Regions from separate parts of the Sus scrofa genome. Here region 1 is linked to region 2. The links are chromatin contacts, called in public HiChIP or PLAC-seq maps. All regions are on one chromosome and are shown on one strand. Each heading gives the region's core, a stretch centred on a gene start, on an enhancer-like site or on the middle of the called end of the contact. The rest is flanking DNA. Distances are from core to core; before and after follow the strand shown.

Region 1 (3,768 bases), core at 856-3,355, 80 kb before region 2:
TAAAGCATAGGATTTTGCACATTCTGGTTGCTCAGTGGACCTGTGTTGAGTTGATAACCTTGAAGTGTCCCCAGCCAGACAGGCCAAGTCACATCTCTTGAGATAGGATTCAATTTTAGGCTAAAAACCAAGGTTATCTTTTCTGAGAATGGAGGAGTCATACAATTTCTCAGACTGCTTTTCTAGGCTAACAAGAAGTTTCACAGGGAAGGAGCTCAGCTCTGAAGTGGGGAGAGGCAGGGCAAGTGATAACATGAAGTCTGTGAATAATAGAACAATTCAGTTTGAATCCAAATCAGGACAGCATGCAGCAAAATTGGAGCTCTTAATAAGAGCTTCCAGGAGGTCACTGGAAGGGCAGTGTTATCAGGCAGGATACATCAGACCCATGCCAAAATAGTCTCTCCTCCTCTTCATAACTTTCCTGATTTTCTCAATGCCTGAAATTCCACCATTAGAGCGTCACTCTTAGGTCATAAAGTCTTTTCAGTCTTCTAGAATTTCCCATTAAAATGAAAATCGCTCCTGGGAAGATTAGATATTTAATTCAGTATTGCCAAAAATATATAGTTCCAGTCTCTCAAGATGCTTCATTGGAGGAAAAAAAAAAAAGCTCTGTGGTCAAAGAAGCTTTAGTAAATGCTCCATACTGTGTTAACTCTTTAAGCTTCACAGTGCCAAAAAACATTAAATAAAGATTCTAAAATATATTACAAAGGAAAAATGTGTGTGTGTGTGTGTGTGTATAATTGTTTTATCCAGTATATGCAAAGTTATTTTGACTAGAAAATAATTTGGAATACCTTTTAGCATCCATAAGAATAGTCCCATCAACTCACAATCAATCATCAGTGTCTGACAAAAGAACTTATTTATAAAATGGTAACAAACTGACAGATTTCAAAACCAATCTTGTGGTTACCATAAGTAAAACTGTTGGAGGGAAGGAAGAATGGGAATAACGTATACTCACTACTGCATAAAATAGATGATTAGCAAGAACCTATTATATAGCACAAGAAAATCTACTCAATAGTCTATAATAACCTATATGGAGAAAAAAAAGAATGGATATATCTATATGTATGATTTATTCCCTTTGCTGTACACCTGAAACTAATATAACATTGGAAGTCAACTATACTCCAATAAAATTAAATTAATAAATAAAAAATAAAGGAAATTAGAAAGTTCCTATTGTGGTTCAGCGGTAATGAGCCCAAACTAGTATCAATGAGGACACAGGTCTGATCTCTGGCGCTACTCAGTAGGTTAAGGATTCAACATTGCCACAAGCTGCAGTGTAGGTTGCAGACACAGCTTGGATCTCGTGTTTCTGTGACTGTGGTGTAGGCTGGCAGCTGCAGCTCCATTTCAACCCCTAGCCTGGGAACTTCCATGTGCCGCATGTATGGCCCTAAAAAAAGACCCCCCAAAAAAGGAAATTTAAAATTTCCTTTAAAAAAAAAGGATCAGGGTCTGGAAACATAGAGAATGTCATCAGTACTCAGGAGCCAGGAGTAGTTACTGGGTGACCAGGCCCACTGTCATTGCAGGTATTCACTGGATATTATTGAATAATATGAGCAGTGTCAGTATTTTTCTAGTTTTTTTAGTCCCATAGAAAAGTATTTATCATGTTTGATACATTTAAGAATTTGTCATATACTTTATTAGTGAAATAATATAGGCCCATGTGAAAAGTTAATGAACAAGGAAATCCTTGACTGAATAATGAATATGTTTTAAAATATGTTTTTGAATTCTGGGAAAGAAGGGGAATTAAGCTGAGCTTTGACATTCGGGCATTATTTGAATAGGCAAAAGAGGAAGGAGGGCCCTGGGCAGAAGGAACAATGAAAGCAAAAGAGGCACCAGGAACCACTTCCAGAGCAAACCACTCCTGAAGCTGGGAGAAACACACTGAGCTGCTGCATTCTGTTAGGCATTCTGCAGCACAGCATGAGGCTCACCGAAGACCTGCTTGCACAGAGTCCTTCTCAGTGGGAGACATCTTGGGCAAGAGCTGCTGCCAAGAAGCACAGCTCAGAGCCACAGACAGGAACCTGGAACCACAAGGCAAGCAAATAAGAAAGCTGCCTCTGACCAGCCATTGCCAAAGGGAAGTATCGTTTTAGGAATCAGCAAATGAATTAGGCCGAAGTTGACTTATTACTCAAGAATTCTAGCCCTCTCATGATCTCCTGGCAACATGCAAAATTTGTTCTGGATTTGAACAAAGTCATGGCCTTGAAAATACTTTCTCAAATCTCCTGGGGCTGGAAGCATGGTTGACTGATGGGTCAGATGCTACCCTTCTAGATCCACCACCCCATCTGAGCTCAAGTTACATTTCCTTTGAATGTTCCTAGCCAGTGACTGAGCATGGGAGGGTTTGGACAAGTCATTCCTTGGATACAGAACTGTCCTGATAAGTAATTTGGGTGCAAGATTTCCCATTGACCTGGCTGAACATTTCTTGGAACTGTGCTGAAGCCCAAAACTCTTCCTATACAACATTTCTTCCTTTTCTGTCCCCTTCACATGAGTCAGACCAGCATTTGGATTGGAAGGCTCCCCTTGCCTTTTCCAGATTACCCCTCTGTATCCTTCCCTTTATCCTTCTCAGGCATTTCTCCTGATACATTTCCTGCACATCTATCTCAGCTTGATGTTTGCTTCTTAAAGGACACCAACTAAAGAGGACCCCAACTATCATAGATACCCAACTGTGACACAACCCATTATGAGGTTTCATTCTGTTGAGGTTTAGGTGAAGTCTTTCTCACAATCATCCCAACCCTCCCCAGTCATACAAAGAAGGAAAGACTGTCCCCTCTGCCATTGCCACTTTTCCCTTCATATTGAGTACCAGACCCACATCTGCCCTTATTCCTAAAAGAGGTTCAGTTTGGAAAGGATCTTGTCATTTGATAAAAGCAAAGGAAAGGAAATAAGCACTGGGAAACTGACCACTCAAATAAAATGAAATAGAATGTATATGCAAAATAGGAGAACTTGTCTGAAATTATCTTTTGAAGAGCCTCGTAGAAGGTACTACTAACTTTTTAGTCAGCAAGTAGTTACTATTTTTTTATACTTAGTATATTAGATTTGTAGGGCTGCATAATAAAGTACCACAAACTGGGTAGCTTTGAACAACAGAAACTTCTCTCCATTTTGGAGGCCGGAAGTTTGAAATCAAGTGTTCTTCAGGGCCATGCTTTCTCTGAAGACTCTAGGAAAGAATCTTTTCCATGCCTTTCTCTTAGCTTCTGGTATTGCCAACAATCCCTGGTGTTTCATGGCTTATCATGCAAAAGTTGAATCCCTACTTGAGTTTTCACGTGGTTTTCTCCTCAGATGTCGGTCTTTTCTCTTATAAAGACACCAATAACAACAGAGTTAGGGCCTGCCCTAGTGACCTCATCTTCATTTGATTACATCTGCAAAGACATTTCTTCTTTTTATTTAAGTGTGATCAATTTACAAGGTGCCAATTTCTGCTGTACCCCAAAGTGACCCAATCATACATGTATGTAGTTTCTCTTACATCATCCTCCATCATGTTCTGTCCCAAAAGATTGGACACAGTTCCCTATGCCATATCATAGGACCTCATTGCCTATCCATTCTAAATGTAATAGTTTTCATCTACTAACCCCAAGTTCCCAGTCCATTTCTCTCCATTCCCTTCCCCCTTGGCAACTTCACTTCTCTTTATGTATGTGAGTCTGTTTCTGTTCTGTAGATAGCTCATTTGTGCCA
Region 2 (3,826 bases), core at 132-2,631:
CAGCTGATAAAAAAAAATACTACCGTTCTCCCCCAGACTCCCCTTTGATACAGTAGGTAAACAAAAATAGATTTTTTTTTTCCACAAATATCAGCAGACACATTCTGGCACCCCACACTGTATTGGCATCAGTGTTAACAGTCCCAGTTCAGATGTGCAATACTTCAGATTGGATACACTGTAACAAGAATCCAACTTTGCATAGACATCCTCAGAATCATAATCAGTCACGGGGTTGCCCTTCCAAGCTGGCAGAAAAGGAACCCGATCTTAATTTCCAGCTACTCCTGGAAAACGAGGAAAAAAAACAAAAGTTTTTTCCTCTCCTCCTGCTCCTTCATTTGGTTCTCCCGGACTTCCTTCCGAGTATTTAAAACTTGGAACGAGAAAAACGGTTTTGGACAGAAAAACAAAAACAAAAAACTCCCCCTTTCCAACCTTCTCCCCGTCCTCTTCCTCCCCCACCCCATTTTTTTTTTTTTTTTTTTCTCCAGGCTGAAACTTTCGCTTGCCGGTGTCAAGCTGCCAATACAGCGCCCCAACGGCTGCGTCAATGGGGAAATAACGCGTCAACCAAAATCAATGAGAAACGTACATGCCGCAAAGAGCCACATTTCCATCGGGTCTCGGATGGTCAGAACGGCACACCCCCTCGGACACGGGGCAGAGGCAGGGGACATGGCCACGGGGGCCAGCCGGGCTCCCGGGACACCCCGGCCGATGCAAAGTCGTCTCCAATCTCAAAGCAAGAAGAGAAATCACATTTAGAGTCGGGTGCGTTTGGCTTTTGTGCGCAGAGCTCGGCCGGCGCGCGGCAGCCGCGGGCGCCTCAGAGGATCACGCAGGCCGAGCAGCAGCCCTCGTCTCCGTTGGGCTGCGCCGCGTAGTTCATCTGCCGCACGATCTCGGCAAACAGCTCGTCCACCGAGGCTTTGTTTTTGGCCGATGTCTCCATGAAGGGGCAGCTCCACTCCTCGGCCAGGGCCTTGCCCTCGCCGTAAGAGACCTCGCGCTCGCCCTCCAAGTCCACCTTGTTGCCCACCAGGATCATGGGCACTCTCTCGTACCGCTTTACGCGGATGATCTGGTCCCGCATAGGCTTGATGTCCTGGAAGCTCTGCTGGTTAACGAGGCTGTAGACGAGGATGAAACCCTGGCCGTTCTTGATGTACAGGTCCCGCATGGACGCGAACTGCTCCGTGCCGGCCGTGTCCAGGATCTCCAGCACGGACGGCGACGAGTCCACCTCGATCTCCTTGCGGTAGAAGTCCTCGATGGTGGGGTCGTACTTCTCGATGAAGGAGCCGGTCACGAACTGCACGGTGAGCGCGGACTTGCCCACGCCGCCCGAGCCTAGCACCACCACTTTGTACTCTCTCATGGCTCCGTCGGCGCTCGCCCGTCGGGGCTGCGCGCCGTAGTAAGGCTGGGCTTGGCGGCTGGACTTCTACCCTTCCTCAGCTCCGCAGGAAAAACTCAGGAGCGAAATGGCCGAGGAGCGCAGAGCGCGGAAATCACCGAGCGGGGGCCGGGCGCCGGGCCGGCCGGCAGCGGCAGCGCGTCCCTGGGGCGCAGGTCCGGGGCCCCGCAGCAGCCCGCGGCGGCAGCGGCAGCGGCAGCCTGGGCGGCGGAACCGGAGGACAATGCCGGCAGCCTGTGCAAAGCGAAGGCTGCAGCTTCTCGTCGCGGCAGCCCAGAAGGGCGAGGAGGCGGCGGAGGTAGCGGGCTGCGGAGGCGGCAGCTAATTGCGCGTCGGGCCGGGACGCGCGTGGCATGAGTCCCCGCAGAGCGTGCGCCCACCGCCGCGGCCCATGGAGCTCTCTTCCTCAGCCTCCGCGGGGCGAGGGCTTCCTACTCGCCGCGCGCAGCCCGGCCCTCCCCGCCCGGACGAGCATGCCCAGTGCGCCGCCGCCGGCCGCTCCCGCCGGATCCGCTGCTCCTGGTTTTCCAGGGAGCCGGGCGGAGGCGGGGTTGTGGGTGGGGCTCGCGATTTGAGTCGGGACTAGCGGATTCGCCGGAGGCTCTGGTCTCCCAGCAAGAGGACAAATGTGCCGGGATGTGTAGGTGTTTGTGGCGGGCTGGGAGAGCTCCAGTGGGAGGTTGGAGGCAGCCTTCTTTCGCCGCTCTGGGTTCATACATAGGGGCTCAGGCTCTTCGAGAAGCGAGTGGGTGCGGCAGCCACCCCCTCACTCCTCCCTGGGAATAGGGAGGATTGGGCTCTTGCCTCGCATCATTCAGAGCCCGTAGATCCCACTTCCCAGACCCCCGGAGGGTGTGTCTCCCGGGATTGAGACCCAAAGGACGTTTGGGTGTTTGGCGGGAAGACCATCTTCCCCTACCCAAGGCGCAGCTCTTTCTACCCGACCTTCTCTGGCCTACTCTCCCGCACTTTCATCTCTGGGACAAAGAAAACGGGAATGCTGGGTCTGAAACCCTGTTGCGACTAGGGAAAGGGCTGCCTCTACTAACCAGAGCTGTCTTCGGGCTAGGGTTCCGCGGGCCACCCCGCCCCCCCACTCGCCCCCTCCCCCGCCCCAGTCAGCTGGGGCCAAAATCTGGAGAGCGGATTACAGTCCTATCCAAAGCGGCGGTGGCGCCCGCAGCTAGTCAGGGCATGCTCAGTGCACAGAGCAGGTTTGGGGGCTTGGAAGTAGGAAGCTTGTGCACCACACACCCACACTCTAGCTCAAATTACCTCTCCCAGACTCTGGACCCATTGGTCCCGGGGCGCAAATCTCACACCCTCAAATGCTCTCCCATTGGCTACTGCCAAGATCTTATCAGTTTGGGCTGCTTCATTGGCTAAAAAGTAGACTCCGCTCGTGATTGGTTATTTATAGAGATTGAGTTGAGAGGCGGAGGCACAGCTGTTCTTTCTCTGCTGCTCCCCGCCCCCTTCCTCCCACTTCCCCATCCTAGTCGTTTTGAAGCTAAGAGTGAAAAAAATAAGGAATTTAGGCGGAGATCTCAGAGCTAAATATAGTCCTTTGTTGGTGTATTGGAGAGAATCTAACTTCTTGGTGCCCAGTCACGACAGTCGGTTGAAGGGAGCTGGCTACAGTTCTTGGTCTTCAAGAAACAGCAAAGTTTCCAAGTTTGGTGGTTTTTCTGTTTGTTTGTTTGTTTTAGCAGGGTGGGGGAGGGGCTAGGATGTGGAAATGGGCCACTATGAATTCATCTCACTCGGGTGGGGGAATGCCCGGGCTTGCCTTTAGAAAACGTCTTTGCTTTGGGGCGGGAGTTCGCTAGACTGGGCTGGGCTCACAATCACGGGAGGTACCAGGGAGATGCCTCGACTTGCTCCAAGTCTCTCTCCTTCCTCGCGGAGGAGAGATGTCAAGACCTGTCAAAAGATTGAATGCTGTTAGCGTGAGCCCCAGGGATAAGAGTGGGAGGGACCGAGCTGCGTCAACCTGTCTCTGTATCGTGCCTTTTTTATTCGATGCCACTTCCCACTGGTTTAACCATCCCTTCGGAGGGACAAACCAGGAGGTGTGCTAACGTTTGGTTTCAGTTCCCTCAGTCCTGCGGTGACTCAGGGCCATGTTTTCGAATTAACCTCCTAGCCTTAGCTTGCAGTGTGATGGGCGGCAGCGTGAATTCTTGGCCAAGGGACCTGGCGAGTCGCCTGCAGGAGCCAAAGCTTTGGGTGGTGGGGGTTGAGCCCGTCCCTGCGCGTGGCCCCGCTATTTAGTGGGCAGAGGGGTTATCAAAGTGTTTGGCTGTAGTTATGCTTATGTAATTCTCCAGAAACCTTTACGGCAAATTCTCCTAATACAGCCGGAGGGAACCTCACATTCGCCTAGCTTTTAATGTCTGAGAGGCG

What was found. HiChIP or PLAC-seq counts read pairs in DNA pulled down with a chosen protein or histone mark.
Region 1: a contact with region 2 is called in an H3K27ac HiChIP or PLAC-seq map of alveolar macrophages. The contact joins the enhancer-like site here to the promoter of RAP2B in region 2. A contact is called at or near these places in 6 of 47 Hi-C or Micro-C datasets (blood, embryonic fibroblasts, fibroblasts and 3 more) and 1 of 2 datasets of contacts at active chromatin or transcription factors (alveolar macrophages).

The regions. Positions count from the first base shown.
Region 1 is chr13:93,386,393-93,390,160 of Sscrofa11.1, reverse strand. No RefSeq gene overlaps it. Among named protein-coding and RNA genes, the nearest start is that of RAP2B, 80 kb to the right of the region's middle. Within about 2 kb of position 2,105, at least 16 of the 83 cell types and tissues checked have an H3K27ac peak or open chromatin away from gene starts, as enhancers often do. A contact at or near this core is called in alveolar macrophages, embryonic fibroblasts, mesenteric adipose tissue and 1 more, where this site is marked.
Region 2 is chr13:93,305,667-93,309,492 of Sscrofa11.1, reverse strand. RAP2B (RAP2B, member of RAS oncogene family) reads right to left here and starts at 1,381. Exons shown (of 1, transcript NM_001123185.1): 1 at 830-1,381. The coding sequence starts at 1,381. The coding sequence ends at 830.